Regions from separate parts of the Ovis aries genome. Here region 2 is linked to region 1. Evidence: chromatin contacts called from public Hi-C data. All regions are on one chromosome and are shown on one strand. The core of a region is the stretch at or near the end of the contact, and the rest is flanking DNA. Distances in the headings are between cores, read along the strand shown. Region 1 has its middle 24 kb from the start of TRNAS-GGA. Region 2 overlaps RNF144B (ring finger protein 144B).

The links. Hi-C and Micro-C count contacts between places; a contact is called where the count stands out from the background.
Region 2: a Hi-C map of blood shows a contact between it and region 1, with 7 times the contacts expected there. The contact joins two enhancer-like sites. A contact is called at or near these places in 14 of 16 Hi-C or Micro-C datasets (blood, hypothalamus, liver and 6 more).

What each region holds. Positions count from the first base shown.
Region 1 is chr20:38,431,387-38,437,587 of ARS-UI_Ramb_v3.0, forward strand. No RefSeq gene overlaps it. Among named protein-coding and RNA genes, the nearest start is that of TRNAS-GGA, 24 kb to the left of the region's middle. Within about 2 kb of position 3,300, at least 7 of the 54 cell types and tissues checked have an H3K27ac peak or open chromatin away from gene starts, as enhancers often do.
Region 2 is chr20:38,569,957-38,575,632 of ARS-UI_Ramb_v3.0, forward strand. All of the region lies in intron 1 of RNF144B (ring finger protein 144B), which reads right to left. Among named protein-coding and RNA genes, the nearest start is that of RNF144B, 37 kb to the right of the region's middle. Within about 2 kb of position 1,780, at least 3 of the 54 cell types and tissues checked have an H3K27ac peak or open chromatin away from gene starts, as enhancers often do.

The sequences.
Region 1 (6,201 bases), core at 2,050-4,549:
TAAAAAAACACTCAAACTCATTTTTTATTTTAATAAAGATTATGACCTTTATATAAAGGACCCCCCTAAATGACCCCTATGTAAATCAGATGACTCACAGCTGCCTGCCTGTCTGACACACATAGAGACAGAAAGACAGCTGGATACTTGTGAAAGGCTTGGTTGCCATGGGATTTGGGATGGGGTGTCATCCTGAAAAACCAGGCTAGGCTCTTTACTGGTCTAGGCATCAAAATAGCAATGCTAAAGGGGACTAGGGAGCGGGGTTAGATTTCGATTGTAAAGAAAATTCTTGAATTGAAATTCCTTCCCCAAACCACTGGATACTGTTGCTATGTGAAAAGAACAACTTTGCAAATGATCTTCAAAAGTCATTAAACATGAAAAATACTATTTCCCTGTTAGCATACATTAACTGTCAGTCCACATGGAAACTAGCAGACATAGATTTACTTCCTTTGAGAATCAGGGAAGTTGTACAAACTCTCATGAACTAATCTCTTAATTCCTCTACTTACAGGCCACTTACTAACTTCGAGACATCTCTTTTTCGCACCCATACATTTTTTTCAATTCTATTCTTCAGGCATCTTTATTTTCTAGATCTTTCCCACTAAGTCCAGAAAAATCTTTGTTCTTTTTACTCTGTTTTAATTCTGAGCAGAAAAAAATGGTCAACTTTGAGAAGTAAAATCTAGTACAGATCTATACAAACACAAGAAAACTACCCATGTATAGACTTAGGTACAAGAATCAGTGCCACCAACATCCCAATACAAAAGTATTTTTCTTCTTCATGTTTCTCTAACACCATACTTACTCAAACATCTTAACAATAACTAAAAATATATTTCTAATGAATCTATCATCTCCTTTATAATGCTGACTATTTCAGCTGTATTCATTTTACTTGCTTCAGTTACAAATTTTATTACTTAACCTACCTCACGGCTTTAATAGCTTTTGGAGGGTTGATCTGAAAGTTTATTCATGATTTATACTTTTTTAATAAAGGACATGCATTTTTGCCTCAAATATCTACAAGCTAATCCATTTTTTGTTGAAGGACTAAATGAATTTCTGTAATACTTTAAACATGGGAACATGTATGTAACAAGAGGGACCCTTAATGAATGTATTTTGGCCAACTCATAAATTATCAAGTTGAGCTGTGTGATTATTTACTTTGTAAAAGGACTCTTTGTTTTTCAAAAGAACTAACCAATTTCCTTTAAACAGTCACATGTAAAAGCACATTCTGACTCACATACATTTTCATGCACATAGCGATTGCTAAAAGCAAACGTAAAAAGGAAGTAGAAATGAAAAGTAAGTATCATCACTCTTACTTTAGACCACTCTGCCTCCTTCGATTGACTCCCACTTCCTGACAGAAAAGCTCAAAGCTGGTACCTTCCCATGTGGATGTTAGAATGAACGTCAGCAGACACAGCTGCACACCCCACCACGGCTCAACAGTAAGCAGCCAGGTGAAATCTAGGGCTGCAGATATTTAGTGATGACTTATACATAGGGTCACCAAGAGCAAGAATCAAAATGTCTAAAGAGAGGGGGGAAAAAAGTCTAAAGAGCAAACTGCAGTTGACTCAGAACATGCAAGAAAGTCAGAGACACCAACCCTGTACACAGCAGCAAACGTGAGTATAACTTAGTATAACCAGCCATCTGCACATTCAGTTCCTCTGGAACCAAGGTTCTGCATCTGCAGATACAACCAACCTGGGATCCTGTAGTGTTTACAATTAAAAACTCCGCATGAAAGTGGGCCTGCACGGTTCAAACCAGTATTCAAGGGTCAGACATATTTTTTCCCAAGTATCTTTTCTGAAGCTCACCCTTAAGAGGCAAGAGTTGTATCTCAGAAAGCTCTGTCTCAGTGGAAACCATTCTAAAATTAAGGCCCAAGCCTGCTCTATCCCTCAACTAGCACCCCTGACTCTAATGCTAATTCCAGTTTTAGGGATGGGGCTTAAAAATGAATTTCTTACATTCTCTCTGTTTTATGCCTTAAATGTTCTTTCCTTTTCAGAGAAGGGGACGACCGAGGATGAGATGGCTGGATGGCATCACGGACTCGATGGACGTGAGTCTGAGTGAACTCCGGGAGATGGTGATGAACAGGGAGGCCTGGCGTGCTGCGATTCATGGGGTCGCAAAGAGTCAGACACAACTGAGCGACTGAACTGAACTAAACTATCCTTTAAAATAGAAATTCAACGCTATTTCTAGAAAAGAACCAAGTTGATATTTGCCTCAAAGTTATAGCCCTCCCCCCAACACTTAAAATACCAGTGAACGTGTGTTAGTCATTCAGTCGTGTCCGACTCTTTGCAACCCCATGGACTGTAGCCCACCAGGCTCCTCTGTCTGTGGAATTCTCCAGGCAAGAATACTGGAGTGGGTTGCCATTTCCTTCTCCTTCTCCAGGGGAATCTTCCCAACTGAGGGATCGAACCCAAGTCTCCTGCATTGCAGGCAGATTCTTTATGGTCTGATCCACCAGGCAAGCCCACTCAGGCTACTTGCCTCTGTACAAATAAGCGAAGAATCCCATAATTCACCAATTATCTGCGAATACCTCTAGTAAACAGGGTGTACATCTTGCTCATCCAGACGCTGAAGTGAAATCCTCAGTCGTGTCCGACTCTTTGCGATCCCATGGACTGTAGCCTGCACCAGGCTTCTCCGTCCATAGGATTTTCTAGGCAAGAGTACTGGAGTACTGGAGTGGGTTGCCATTTCCTTCTCCAGGGAATCTTACCGACCCAGGAATCGAACCCAGGTCTCCCGCACTGATAGACAGACGCTTTACCGTCTGAGCCACCAGGGGCATGCAGACACTACTGTGGTGCTATCATATACTCACTGGTATCTACTACGTGGCCAGTGTTTGCTAGGCTGGTGGTATAGACATAACCAACTTGGTCCTTACCCTCAAGGGATACAGCATCTATTAAAAGGGTCTCTTTCTTGGGGTAAACTATTGTCCTTTCTCTGTAGCCCTTTTGATATGCAACGATCCCTGGGTAAAATGAATACTATTACGTGCCATGAATTTGTTCATCGGAACTTTCCTCCCAATCCCAAAGAAGTACCTCTGGAAGAAGGCAGGTTTTAAATAAAACAATTCTCTCAAACCTCTGGAAATAAACACAATGACCCACAGAGCCCAGTTTAAGAGAAACTAAACTCTGGCACCTCAAAGACTCACTTTGCTGCCGCCAGGGTCCTTTCATGACCGAGTCACGCCTCTGCCATTCCTCCAGGGAGACGCTAGATGGCACCAGAAAACCATACAAGCATCCTCGGCTCACGGTGTCTCCTTTCTCATCAAAGCGTCTGGGCGTTTCACAGATAGTGCCTCGAATCTGCCCTCCTAGGTATCATTTTCCTCGGAGAGGAGCTAAAGAAACAAAAATTCACTGATATTCTAACCAAAGAAGCACCTCAACACTCTGATTTAGCTGCGAGGAGCGAGCCATGTGGCTTCAAGGCAACTTCACGATTTTCCCAGCAACTCTCAAGAGTTCTCACTTCTTCAAGTACTAATTAGGTCCAGAATCTCATCTAGCTCCCAGAGAGGAATGGGTGAGAACCAGCCTCCATAATGGATTCGACAGGCTTCTGTGGACTGTGCCGGGTTATCTGTTAATTGCCACTTGCACGCATTTCCCCCTAAGATCAGAGCTGGTCCTGAGGCAAAGCAGGCTGTGGAGGGAGAAGCAGTTTCTCGGCAGAAGGCATGAGGAGCTCTGCCCGGGAATGCAGTGTTTCCATTGAGCTTGGCCAACACACTCAACAGCACACAGTGAGGGAACAGAAGTGTTATTCAGTTTCTAGACACCAGAGATTTGTTCTCCTCACTCTCTGGTTAAAGCGTCACCCCTGAACTTAATTGCAGTCTCAGGCAGAAGCCTCCGCACGCTCATTCCCTATCGTCTCAGCAAACTCCAAGTGAACCTCAGTCCTAAAACAAAACGGTGAAGCAAGTGAAGTCTCTAAAGTCTTCCTCCTCCTCCATACCCTGATTTAACTTCTCTTTCACAGATAATCTTATACCATCACTTTTACACAGTTTGTCCCTGTCAGGTTGGAAAATGAACAGAAAAAAAAGGAGTAAATAGCTTAACATGTTACCCATTCCAGACACATCTACATTTTATAATGACAGTGTTTCATCCAAAGGAATAAATCTCTAATGGCTGAATGTGAGGCATTGTGGAGAGATTTTGTTACCATCTCTTCATACCAGCCAAGTCATCTCTCATAGCTTTTAACAGAAGACCCAGTCAGCTTTTTCTCCTTCTGCCCTCCAACCTCCAACTTTTTCTCTCTGGTCTATGCAACAGATTATACTCTCTGCTTTCCTTTCCTCTTTACCCCTTAGCAATCACACTTTTAACTTTAGAGGAGCTTTCTTTCTGACACTAAACTAAATGTTGACATCTTCCTCCCTCCCTAAATACACATGCTCAACAGAAGTCAAGCTAATCACCATGTTAGTACTAGAACTACAACTTTCTACACTAATTTATAATTTAAAAGCATTCCCATCTGACAGTCAAAGGGAGAAAAATGAGATACAGTGAAATACCTGAGGACACAGTATTGCAGGAAAGGGAACCTCTTCCAGGGTCCGAAACTGGGCTCTTGTCTAACATTCGGAAATGAATTGTCTGAGGAAACACATCTGCTGACAAAGCAAGAGATTTTATTGGGAAAGGGCACCCAGGTGGAGAGTAGTAGGGGAAGGGAACCCAAAACAGCTGTCACACGGCTTGCAGTCTCTGGGTTTTATGGTGATGGGATAACTTTCCGGGTTGTCTTTAGCCAGTCATTCTGATTCAGAGTCCTTCCTGGTGGTACACACCTCGTTCAGCCAAGATGGATGCCAGAGAGAAGGATTCTGGGAAGTGGTCAGACCTGTGGTGTCTCCTTTTGACATTTCCCGAACTCTTCCGAGGCTTATTAGTTCCCTGTTCCTTACCAGAATCTCCTGTCGTAAAACAGCTCATGCAAATGGTTACTATGGTGCCTGGCCAGGGTGGGCGGTTCCAGTCAGTGTGCTTCCCCTAACAACAGGACTAACTGGCAGCAGGATTCAGAACCAAAAGCAAACCCCTGGCTCCCAGCAACCCAAGAATTGTTCTGAAAACTATGGAAGAAGAACCTGAAGACCAGAATGACAGTGCCATGGAAATGCCCTAAGGCCCCACACCTACACCTCCAGGCCCTCATTCTTCCCGTGGGAACCAAAGGCAAATCATATCTACAGCCAGTACTGGTGGCCTCACTATCACTGGGGGCTGGGGGAAGGAGACCAAAGACAGAAGTACTATCTCTGCTCCCAATCCCCTTAACACACATCAGGACAAATCCCACCCTGAGCCCAACAGAACCCAGAGTACCATTTCCATATCCAGACTCAACCTTGGACATTAGATACCTTGAAAGACCATGAGATGGGGGAAGAAAGAAGACTTCTAGAAAGCAACAGATTGGGGCAGTAAAACCAAGTTCTTGGTTCCAGAGTTCTTAGCCCTCGCTGAGGGCAGCTCACGTAAAAGGGCACTCCACGCTGTCGTAAAAGACATCCTCCTTTCACCGCCACATACTCTTTGGGTTTTCACCGACACACCCTACTATGATTTAACCATATGCCCGCCAACACCCTTTCCTCCCATTAGGCCATTCCTACTTGGGCTTCCTCTTTGGCCCCCAACAGAGCTGCCATGCCGGGTCCTGGGCCAGCCCGTTGGATCACCACACAGCGAAGCCTTTGTAAGAGCTGGCACTCCGTCCCCGCTGGGGAGAGTCCAAGGCCTGGGGAGGGATCTTCTGCCCTAAAACAGGAATGAAACACCTGAACACCTTCCAGTCCTGAGTGTTTCCACGCGGAGGAGGAGTTTTTAAATGGGAGTAGGAATTGGAGAGAGTTATTAAGAAAAGCCAACCATTTCTGAGGGTACAGTTCTGTCAGTGGCCCCTCTTAAAACTCTTTTCCACATCCATGGGAAATGCATTCATCTGAGAGCTGGGAATGCCCTCCCCCTTCCTCTCGTCTCTAGGGCAACTCACTCCCCAAATTCCCCTCCCCTACTATATCACACACCTAAAGATAACTTCCAAACAAGTTATCCAAAGGCAAAAAAAAACAAGACCTGAAGCTTATTCAGTTAA
Region 2 (5,676 bases), core at 530-3,029, 140 kb after region 1:
AAGAAATGGGGGAGGCGAGAAAGTCCATAAGAAACAAAGACCCACTGAAATGCTAAGGCCAAAGATGGAGAATTTGGCTCTGCCAGTTCTTTCTCTGAGTTAATCAAGACTCACCCCCGGCTTTCTAGTCCTGGTGCTTGCTGTTACTTATAGTGCATGGTGGTCCACTTAATTTCTCCCCATCAACAGAAACAATCCCTAAACAGCTAGGATCCACATTCTAGGATCTTTGAATGTGGCACAATTTTCTTGCTTTTTAAGGAAATTATCTCAAATTGTGGTTGGAGGAAAAAAACTGGCTAAGCAGTCTTTTAAAAGTTCAGAACAGTCTAAATTATGGGTTTGGACACACAAGAAGAAGAAAGTTTTGTTTTAATCTGATTTTAAACTGAATTAGTCAAGGCTGCTACAAACATGAACTATGTAATTAGAGTAATCTACTCAGTTAATACATCTACAATAAAGGAAAATACATTCAGAACAAAGGGCAGATACTCAAAAGCTTTTTTTCTACTTTCTCCACTACTATTTTTTTTTACTTTTGCAACAGGAAACACAAATACTATATTGCATATTTAGTACACAAAAAAAATACCTGATAGTAAATAAACTTAAAATTCTATTTCTTACAAAATACACTTATCACTTCTTGTAAAACAAATGGATTCTTCCTGTGGGTGATGGGAAATTGTTTTCGAAGTTTTACTAAATGCACTTATTTATTTTTAATGTAGGTCTCACAAAGGTAAATCAATCACACTAACAATACATGTAACAGGAGGAAATTAATGCTGCCATAATAATCATTTTTTAATGGTTTTAATTTTTACAATCAACTTTTAAATAATAACGTCTTGTCTATTAAACATTTTTAAAAGCCACACTTCATGGAGTTATTATTCTCACTTAAAGTTTAAGACTGAAAAGAATCACAAAGTTTACTGAAAAGCAGGGAAGGGAAACAAAAATCAAATTTACACTCAAAAAGTGAGGTTTTTTATTATGTCATACCAGCAGAAATGGGGCATAAGTGAGCAAGTTTTAGAAAAAAGAAAGCCATGATGCTTGTGAGTTTGAACTTGAACTTGGAAAGTCTCTCTGATGCTCAGCCTAACATCAAATTAACAGGAGCATCCCAGTTTCAAAATACAAAGAGAACATATACTCTCAAAATGACTTTTTTTTTCATTGAACTTGAAACATAAAAAGCTATGTCAAACACAAAAAGTACACAGTGAATATAACTTTAGGGAACAAATAACTAACTCGTTTAACAAGGAACCAGTTTTCAGAGTTGGTGAAAGAAAGCCGGATTAAGTGATGCATATTAATCACTTCAAGGAAGGTGATTAAACTGAAAAGATTCCATTGGTCCATTAAATATTAAAATGCAGCATGATGAACACAGCTGCTTTAAAGCCTTGACAATAAATATTAACTTATTCCTCATACAAATTACATGTAAGATGAGGGTTTTATAATACTGGCAGCAAAGTTGCTGTTCCAACAATAAGCAGGCAATATTGTTCCTACGTGCTTACAAGAAAAGGTCCTAAGAAGGGAATTTTCAAGTGCGTGTAAAATGTGGTCGGGAACTGGAAGTTGGGACATGGAAAAATTGAAAGGAGTGCAGGTCATTCACTTACCAGTAAGTGATATAAAAATAATCAACTCATTCTATGAAAACATAATGTGGAATTAGGTCAGCAACACAGACCCAGAAACCTCCTTCCTGTCCCCACCCCTCGCAAACTACAGCCAAGGCTGACTGCCTCTTCACCACCAGTCCAGTGTGAAATAGCTAACAGAGCAGAGCAGTGAGGTGGAAAGAGCCCCGCCTGCTTCGACAGGGGCTGTGAGTATGGAAACCGATGTGGAAGGTCCTTCAGAGTCACGGCCAGGGAAGCTCAGAGCTCCAAGTGAACGTGTGAGGACGGCTGAGCAGAACAGAAACCACATCCACAAAGAGCTTCTGTTTTGCGCTGCTTGACCCAGAGGCAGCCTCGGAAACTTCTTCCACGTCTCTATCCCCAGAGAATCTGCAAAGAAGAAAGGAAGGAGGCTGCAAAACCCAGCTCTCCTAGGGCTTCCCTGGTGGTTCCGTGGTTAAGAACCTGCCAACAATGCAGGAGACATGGGTTCGATCCCTGGTCCGGGCGGCTCCCACAGGCCACAGAGCAACGGAGCCTGTGTGCCACAACTACTGATCCTGCGGCTCTAGAGCCCAGGAGCCGCAACTACTGAGCACACTTGCCACAACTACAGAAGCCCGAACGTTCTAGAGCTCTGCACCAAGAGAAGCCGCTGCCATGAGAAGCCCGCACAGCTCAAGAGTGTCCCCTACTCATTGCAACTAGATAAAAGCTCACGCAGCAACAAAGACTCAACACAGCCAGAAATAAATACAAATTATTATTATTTTTTTAATCCAGTTCTCCCCACACCATTGCAAGACTCCAGGTGGGCTAGCCACCTAAGAGGCTTTAAATGACAGTGAGCAAAAGGAGGTGTCCTGACTGGTGCTGGTGAAGACCACCGAGAGCAGGGCTGGCTCATCCCACCACCTCCTCGTAACCCCAGCTCCCTCTTCTCTCCTTCCTTCTCCCCACATGCCTGGGGCCTTGCAGGTGTCTGAATAAGGCTGCTGTACCTGTACTCCAGAACTTACCCCACCCTGGACTCCAACTGCGTAAGTCCTATCTGCTTAATTCTGTTGAGGATGCTGGAGAACCAGAAGGTGACATGAATTCACATTCAAGTGTGAATAAGTAACAGGCGTTCTCCCTACCTCAACACTCACCCCCAACTCTTCCACTGTGAAATCAAGTTACTCTCCCAGTCCCTGAGTTTTGGAGACAAGGAACTGGGGGACAGGTGGGGTGAACAGTGATAAATCACACCCCTCCCAGGCCACTGGAAATGGCAAGGAAAAAGCCAAGCATCAAGGTAAGTTGCTGTTCTTATTTTATCTGAGTCAGGTCATCATCATCAATTCCTTGCTCATTGCTGACCTGGGACATTTTTTAATTCCCAGTGTTCGACACTTTTGCCCCACAAAAATAGAGGAATGAATTTACATTTTATAATTTTCTTGACAGTTTTTTCATCACTTTTTACTATAGTGGCCAAAACACCAGCCAGCCCTCTGGTACATGCTAATCCAAACAGAGTTCTGCACCTCGCTACAATCCTCGTGAAAGATATAATTTTCTTTTAACTGACTCATTGGAAAAGACCCTGATGCTGGGAAAGACTGAAAGCAGGAGGAGAAGGGGATGACAAAGGATGAGATGGTTGGATGGCATCACCGGCTCGATGGACATGAGTTTGAGCAAGCTCCGGGAGTTGGTGATGGTCAGGGAGGCCTGGCGGGCTGCAGTCCATGGGGTCACAAAGAGTCAGACACGACTAAGCGACTGAACTAAACTGAACTGAGGATCCAAAACTAAGCAGAAGTGGGTACAGCTGAGGGACATGGAGAGAGTTCACGGCCCTGTTCAAATCTCTGTCCACCCCCTAAGACTTTCCAATTATGTGAGCCCACAAATTCCCTTTTTTGCATCTGCTAATTTGAATGGAATCTCAGTCACCTGCAACTAAGAGAGACTTGACTGAGAAGCTAAAAAATGATCTTGTTAAAAAGGACAGTGGAAATATTGATAGCCATTGGACTCGTCTCTTCCCCCCCAGTGTTATTTTTAAGGACAAGCAGTAAAATAAATTTTGGGATAAATGACTGAAGAAAGGTTTGTACTCCTTAAGCACACAAAGGTTCTCTAAGGAACAGCAAAAATGGGTTTAGGAAATACTATCTTGAACCCAAGCCAACGTGTCCATCAAAGACTTTAGGATGTGTTGAAAGAACTGAGAGCTCCATCTCTTGAAGGCACTTCTGCTTTCCCCAAGGTATATCTGCCCCTGGACCCCAGAGCAGACAGGACCAGGGTCGATGTTCCCTCCATCCACACCTGGGAAAGCCTGCTGTCTACCTGGAACCCGTGTCCTCCCTTGAAAGACGCTGGGCATCAGCATATTAGTAAGGTCATCTCCTCATAACCTGAACCCTGGGGCTCCCGTGGCTCTCTTAGCATTTATGATTTCATCGTGATTTATATCAATGTTTGTTTCACCAACTGGTCCTTAAAAAGCTCAAAGGAACAGAGGATTGGATAAAGAAGATATGGTACATATATACAAATGGAGTATTAGTCAGCCGTTAAAAATAATGAAATAATGTCATTCGGAGCCCCGTGGATGGACCTAGAGAATGCAATACTGAGTGAAGTAAGTCAGAAAAGCAGAAATATTGTATGACATCCTTTATACATGGAATCTAAAAAGAAATGATACAAAGGAACTTACTTATAAAACAGAAAGATACTCATAGATTTACAAAATAAACTTATGGGTGCGGCAGGGAAGAAATAATTAGGGAATTTGGGGAGGTGGAAAATCACACTGCTGTATTCAACATGGATAACCAACAAGGGTCTTACTGTATAGCACATGGAACTCTACTCAATGTTATATGCCGGCCTGGATAGGCGGGGAGTTTGGGGGAGAAAGGATACGTGTATATGTATGGCGAAGTCCCTTCAGTGTGCGCCTGAAACCGCCTCAACAATGTGAATTGGCTCTCCTCCAATACAAAATAAGAAGTTTAAAGTTTGCGGGGGGAAAAGCTTGAAGGAAACACTTGTACATTCACGTCACCAATCATAGCATCTGCCTCAAACTAGGCACTCAGTACAGGTCTAATGAATGGATGGGCAGCGTCTTCCTGCCCTCCAAACCTTCTAGGATGATACCCTGGCCTATGTGCCCAGGTTCCCTGGAGTGAGACATATCCCAACCCCTGCCTTCCCTCCTCTCTAGTTCAGCCTCAGGGTACCCCCCTTCCCCTACACTGCCTGCTATTCCCAAGGTGCAGCTCAGACGTTGAGTCATGAAGAAATTGCCAAGAGATTGAAGTTTCCCTTGGGATCACCTTCATTTTGATTTCACCAACACAGATGGAGAACTACAAAGTGTCAAAAACTTCCAAGATCTGAAAAGAGTTAGCAGGCAGGAGTTACTGCATGTATGCGACTGTCAACTTGAAGCATGATCTCACAGAGGCACCTGCTGATACATGGCACGCAAACACACACACACACAGACATGCACACACACACAAAAGATTACTGAAAATGTTACCAATGAGAAATGTGCGAAGAGTCACTTTTTATGTGTCTATACAACAGGAGTCGTATAACTCCACCAACCAAATCATTCTCCTTCCAACGGAGATGAATGTTGCTAACATTTCATTTTTCCATGTCAAGGGTACCCCATTCAATGTGTTTATTTTAGAAGCAGAACTCAGTTAGGAATGTCAGAGAATTCTTGGAGATCTAAACTGTGCCGTAACAATATTTAGTCAAATGCCAGATCCCTAAGTTGTCTTGTCTCAAATATCTGAAGGCAGCGAGGGCTTATATCTGTCTGGCAAACGTTCACCCCAGGTGTTTTCATAACCTCAGAAATAAACTAATTGGACTTAAATGAAAATCTCCAGTGAGTTTTTTGGCCTCTTACTGTTTATCTAGACTGAATCCTAGCAGCAAAGTCAATGAATATAAACATCTGACCATCATTATTGCTTCCAGGGAAGTCTGAGGTTGGGGAACAGTGCTT